Linked DNA regions of Mus musculus: region 1 is linked to region 2. Evidence: chromatin contacts called from public Hi-C data. All regions are on one chromosome and are shown on one strand. The core of a region is the stretch at or near the end of the contact, and the rest is flanking DNA. Distances in the headings are between cores, read along the strand shown.

Evidence for each region. Hi-C and Micro-C count contacts between places; a contact is called where the count stands out from the background.
Region 1: a contact with region 2 is called in a Hi-C map of cerebral cortex, with 4 times the contacts expected there. The contact joins two enhancer-like sites. A contact is called at or near these places in 2 of 484 Hi-C or Micro-C datasets (cerebral cortex and cortical neurons) and 1 of 115 datasets of contacts at active chromatin or transcription factors (neural progenitor cells).

Annotation. Positions count from the first base shown.
Region 1 is chr4:127,853,933-127,856,632 of GRCm38.p6, reverse strand. No RefSeq gene overlaps it. Among named protein-coding and RNA genes, the nearest start is that of Gm40256, 59 kb to the left of the region's middle. Within about 2 kb of position 1,397, at least 3 of the 459 cell types and tissues checked have an H3K27ac peak or open chromatin away from gene starts, as enhancers often do. A contact at or near this core is called in cerebral cortex, where this site is marked.
Region 2 is chr4:127,706,883-127,709,626 of GRCm38.p6, reverse strand. No RefSeq gene overlaps it. Among named protein-coding and RNA genes, the nearest start is that of Gm40255, 90 kb to the right of the region's middle. Within about 2 kb of position 1,351, at least 9 of the 459 cell types and tissues checked have an H3K27ac peak or open chromatin away from gene starts, as enhancers often do. A contact at or near this core is called in cerebral cortex, where this site is marked.

The sequences.
Region 1 (2,700 bases), core at 148-2,647, 150 kb before region 2:
TTGAAAGTGGCGATTAAAGCTAACCAGGACAGACCCTTTGAGGCACCACATCAGTACTATAGACTTCACCCCTTCAAAACTGCCAATGTCAGCAGTGTTTGTTGTAGCCAGCCAGGACCCTCAAAAAGATAAGTTACTGAGGGAGAGGTGTCATCTCCATCTTCAGACGCATCAACCTGTTACAGGTCTCTCTTTCTATAATGACCGGTAATTCTCATGAGAGAACAAAGGAAATAAAAACGGGAGAGTTTTAGTCCTTAGAGAAACTGACCACCTTAATGTGTGCCCCAATAAACTGATGCCCAGAGAGAGCTGCTGCATGCCCTCATGCCCTAGAGTCAGCTTCCAGCTCCCCTCATCCCCCAGACAAGTGCATTTCTTGCTGTCCTCTCCAGCCTCCTCCTCATCTCTCAGCATGACAGGCAGGAACAACTGGAGTCCTGTGCCCCTGATGAGTTCCCCTTCTTTTACATATCCCAGCAGCTTGGGCTACTTTCTGCTTGGCTGAGGCATAGGATCTCCTAAAGATTAACCTTTAACCCCCCACACATGTGCTCTGTTCTGGCAAGATGTCAAACCTCCCAGCTTCTCACACAGTTAAGGCCATATTTACCATGTGGCCTCTGGCGCCAAACCAGGGTTCAAGTCTTACATCTGCCACTGCCTTGCTGTGTGCTGATGAGCAATTACTTGTCTGTGTCATGTCTCTATTTCATCTGTAGATGAGTCAGTTGTGTTTGACATTAAGGTGAAGCAGTTAGCTCAGTGGTAGGTAACTGTGACTCCATCCCAAGTTCTCTGTCATTATTCAAACCACCTTATCTGAGCCAACAGCTGTCCCTATGGGGACATGGATGCAGGTTACCATCTGCACAAGGAATGGTCCCTGGCATTAGTAAAAAGGGCAACTGTCATGGTGCCCAATGATGCTTCCAGCAAACCCATCCAAAGAATCTGTTGCTGCTGGGTTGGAGTCATCTGCTAGGATTGATCCTCTGGGCTCACACCTCAGCTCTTCTGCTTCCTTAATGCCACTCTCCTTCTCCTACATTTGACTCAGTTTCTTTATTAGCGAACAGCAGCTGCGACAGCCACCAAGCCCTGTGTGAGAATTCCATAACGGATGTGAAGCATGGTGCCTGCCGTTCACTATGTCATTGTTAGTGGCGATGTTAGCTGATATTTATTGAGTACTAAGTGTGTGCCAGGCACTGATTTAAGTGCTTTCAGATATATTAATTCATTTAATCTTCAGAGCCACCCTATAAAATAGACACAAGTTTCCCTCTTTTACTGTTGCAAACGCTAAAAAAGCCTGGAGAAGTTCAAGGAGACTTGCTGGTGACTCAGAGTGGCAGCTGGGGGCTGCCACACACCATCTCAGGGGTGTTGCATGCTGTGGGCTGTAGTAGTGGCTGCAGAAGTTCTCAGTGTGTTGGAGTTTGTGATGTATCTCAACAAGGCACGAGACCATCTGGAGCCATCTTTCCCCAAACAGACAAGGCCAGCATTTGGGATACAGATTCAGCATGTGTAGGAGGGAAGAGGGAAAGAAAATGACCCTTAGTAGACATGGGGCTGCTAAATGTACCATGCTGTAGCCATTGACCACACTCCCAGGCTGGCGGCCAGGGGCACAGATGTTGGCACCATCTCCTAGGAGTGTCTGGCAGAAGGAATCTGCTATTGAAAATTGCAATGACCTAAACTGTTGTTAGGAGGAAAGGAATGGGCAGTGCAGGGGCCACAGTGAAGTCTTGGGTGCTATGGTACAGCCTGGACTCTATGGTCTAGCCTCTAACCCATAGAGTAAACACAAAGCTCCCTGAGCTTGCCAGAATTATCTAGGCTTGTCTTGATCTCCAATCCATCCGCAGTCACAAACAATCACACATCTCCCAGCTTCTCCTGAAATGAAGTCCATCCATCTCTCTAGCCCTGAGCTTTCTGGGAGCTTCGCCAACTGAGTTCTCTATGCTGACTGCTGAACTCGCTCTGAGAAGCCCAGAAACCAACCAGACCACTGTGTACTTGTCCTAGTCAGACCCTTGACAAGGAGGCAGGCCCTGCTTCTGTTATTACCCCAATTCCTACCAAGTTGTTAAGGATCCAGCGCATGGTAGGTGTCAAGATAACCACAGTGCCTGCCACACAGTGGTTGTCAAGGTTCCATCATGCTAAGCACACAGCATAAGTCAAGATGGCCTCATGTGCAACATACAGAAGGAACTTAATACATGCATTGCATATTTGTAGGGTAGAACTCTTATAGAAGATACTCAACAGGTCAGGAAGTAGAAAGTAACAATTTGTAAATCAGTAACAGGTAAGTTCATGGCAAAGTGATGTCAGCAGCAACAGCAGCAAGTGGGCCAAAAATAAGATCATCCTCAAGGGAGGTACTCAACCCTCTAGCCCTGGTGTTTGATACCCACTGTTCACAGGCCCAGCAGAGATCCACAATAAGCACAGAGCCCAGGACTCAAGTCTTCCCTGACTAGTCAAACAGCTCTCTGTACTTGAGTCAGACAGCTCTTGCTCTGCTAGGGAGAAGTGCTGAAGACTCTGGGGGCCAGCTTAGGACTCCAGAGAGCATGCAGGGAATTCTTGAGAGCAGAGTCATAAGCCAGCAAGCCAACCCTCTTTACCTACATCCTCAGGAGGTATGACCCAACCAGAGGGGAAGCTAGGTCTCTGAAG
Region 2 (2,744 bases), core at 102-2,601:
TAAAGATGCTCCTAGATGGATCTCTGTCATTATTCCCCTGGAAAGAGCGGTGGGTGGATTTCAATAAATGTAAATAATAATTTAAAAAACTGGACCTGTGACCCTTGGCCAGAAACAAGTGGTGGCCCTGTCAGTACTGCTGCAGTCCCTGGGACTCTGGGAGGACTGTGACACTGACATGGCTTTCTGTCTCTAACTCTCAAGGAAAACAAAATGCTCTCCAGTCTTCTCTGTCCCCATAACTTTCCCAACTGGTCCAATATTGCCTGTCCCTCAGAAGGGCTTTCCCACAATGCTGTAGGCCTTTTCACACTTCAATCCATCCCTTTAAATTAGGATCTGAGGCAAAGAGAGCAAGTGCCATTCAGGTGACTTTCCAGCCACTGTGAAGGCAGAGGCACAACACAAGCTAAAGCCAGAAGAGGAAACGTCAGACTGCACCAGAAGCCACAGCTCACTGTGGGCTCGGTCACCACTCGTGTTCCAACCCATATCCCATGGTTCCTTTCAGGGCTGAGGACTGGCAGTGGCTGATACAGGAGAGCAGGGGTAAGGGACTAGTCAGGCTGCTAACTGGGGTGCTGATCTGCAGCTCAGATCACAAGTCACACACATCTGAACAACAGCGACCCCTCTTACAGGTGTTGAGTGTATGGCGACAGATGTGGGAATAAGGATGAAATAGAAGAAGAAATAGCTACACTGTTTCAGCAAACACTGAAGAGAGTTCTGTCCCGTACAGTCATGGTTAAGGACTTCAGCTGTGGAGTTAGATGGACCCAGGTTTCCAAACTAGCCCAGGTATTTACCAACACATCAGACTCAGCTTTAAGATATGCACATCACAAAGGATAACAGTGTCTACGTGGAGAGTTTATAAGGCTTGTGTAAGTTAATAAATTCCAAGTCCCTAGAAGAGTGATTGTAATATAGAGGGCAGCAGACAAGGCAGTTGCTGTCAGTAGTGGATCAGAGAGGAACTGAAGCAACCCAGGCATGGTGACTGAAGTAGGGTAGGAAGGAGGGAATTGTACTTCTGTGCTCCTCTGAGCCCCCAGGGGCTCATTCCTCAGATGCAACAGACCGCAGGTCCCCCTCATCCCACTCACCCAAGAGGATGTGGCTCCAAATACACTTCTCAGGCAGAAATGCAGATGCCTGGTGAGTATTTGGGGATAGTGGTTGGAGGTGAGAGGTGGGTGGTAGGTAGCTGAGCCAGGCAGCAAGTGGCTGAGTCTGTGTTTGGGCATCTGTCATCACTGGTCATCTTAGGATGGAAGCACACACCAGGCCCAGGGACTCAAGGGCAGCCTTCGCCAAACAGAGAACATTCCAGTTAGATGTGAGAAGATAAGTGGGCGTTTTGTGAGATTCTGTAGGGAACCAGTCACATAAATGTCATTTCTACCACACTGCTTGAAATAGCTCACATAACTTTCTAGAACACTGCTTCATGCATTTAAAAGTTGAGTTTCATTATTGTGTTGCTAGAATCTAGCCTGCTAAGAAAACCACAGACGAGTGAACAGTGAGATGTGCTGGACACAGTCCCATTGGTGAGGATACCTGGAGGCTGGCTCTATAAACTTCCCCCCAGACTCTATCAAAAATGAACCCCCAGACACCCATCTGGTTACAGTTGACACATAACTGCTAGCTCATTTAACCCTCAAAAACACCCTCTGAAGTGTGTATAAGTATCCCCATGTTACACACAAGGCAATGATGGTCTTCAATGTATCTGCCTAAAGAATATAAAAACCCTGCTCCGGGCCTCTGGATAGAGTTGTAAAGAATGAGACACACCTCTTCAGCCAGGCTACTCTCAACCTTCAAGGCTGAGATGCAGCAAGTGAAGTTTAGTGCTACCGTGGACATATACAAAGGGATGCAAAAGGCTCTACTTGGGGGTGGGGGGCATCTTAAGATCTCAGAATTTCTTCTACCTGGAAGACAGACCAAGATCCCTAAAGATGGTCATGTGTTGCTTAACCAGGTTGCCACCTGATTGCTTAGTCAAGCCACGGTCCGTGGCTGTTCGGGTACTCAATTGGTGTGATTTAAGTTTAGGATCAGTTGACTGATAAGAAGCAAATTACCCAAGAATCCGGCTATGCCATGGCGCTGTGACTGGTTGAAAGGCCTTAGGGACAGAGCTGAGACTTCTCTGAGAAGAGCAAGAGCCCATTTATGAGCAATAGCTTCACAGAGCTGAGAGCTCTGGCCTAGCCTTCCCGACTGTTCAGGCTGAGGGCTTTGGTCATGCCTTGCCAACCACACCATTATGTCAGCCAGTCCCTGCCAGGAAATCTACTCCTGTTTCTGCTTTCCCTGGCAAATGCTGATGGGTGCACCCTTGTTCCTGGCATCAACTCTGACTTGAAACCTTTTAATATTCCCACTGGGCCCTTGTTCTGAGCCCTCTCCCTTTCATCTTGCTAGAGGGTCTGATGTTGGTCATTCTCAGTCCCAGACTTCCTGGCCATGATTATGGGTAAAAGTCTAGGGGCCATTAGAGAAAACAGAAACCCTGCAGTTTGCTGGAACTCAAGAATCATGTCTTATGCTGGTGATTACAGGGCTGGCTGTTTCCCCTTCCTCCCTGCCTGGATTCTAGAAAAGAGACATGCCTTGCCTTATGGTGAACCAAAATCAGCTTTAATGGGGCTTTCTAGTTATGTCAACGGCACAGAAAATGCTACCATTTGGATAGAAAATGTCCTCTATGGGCTCTTGCGTTTGAA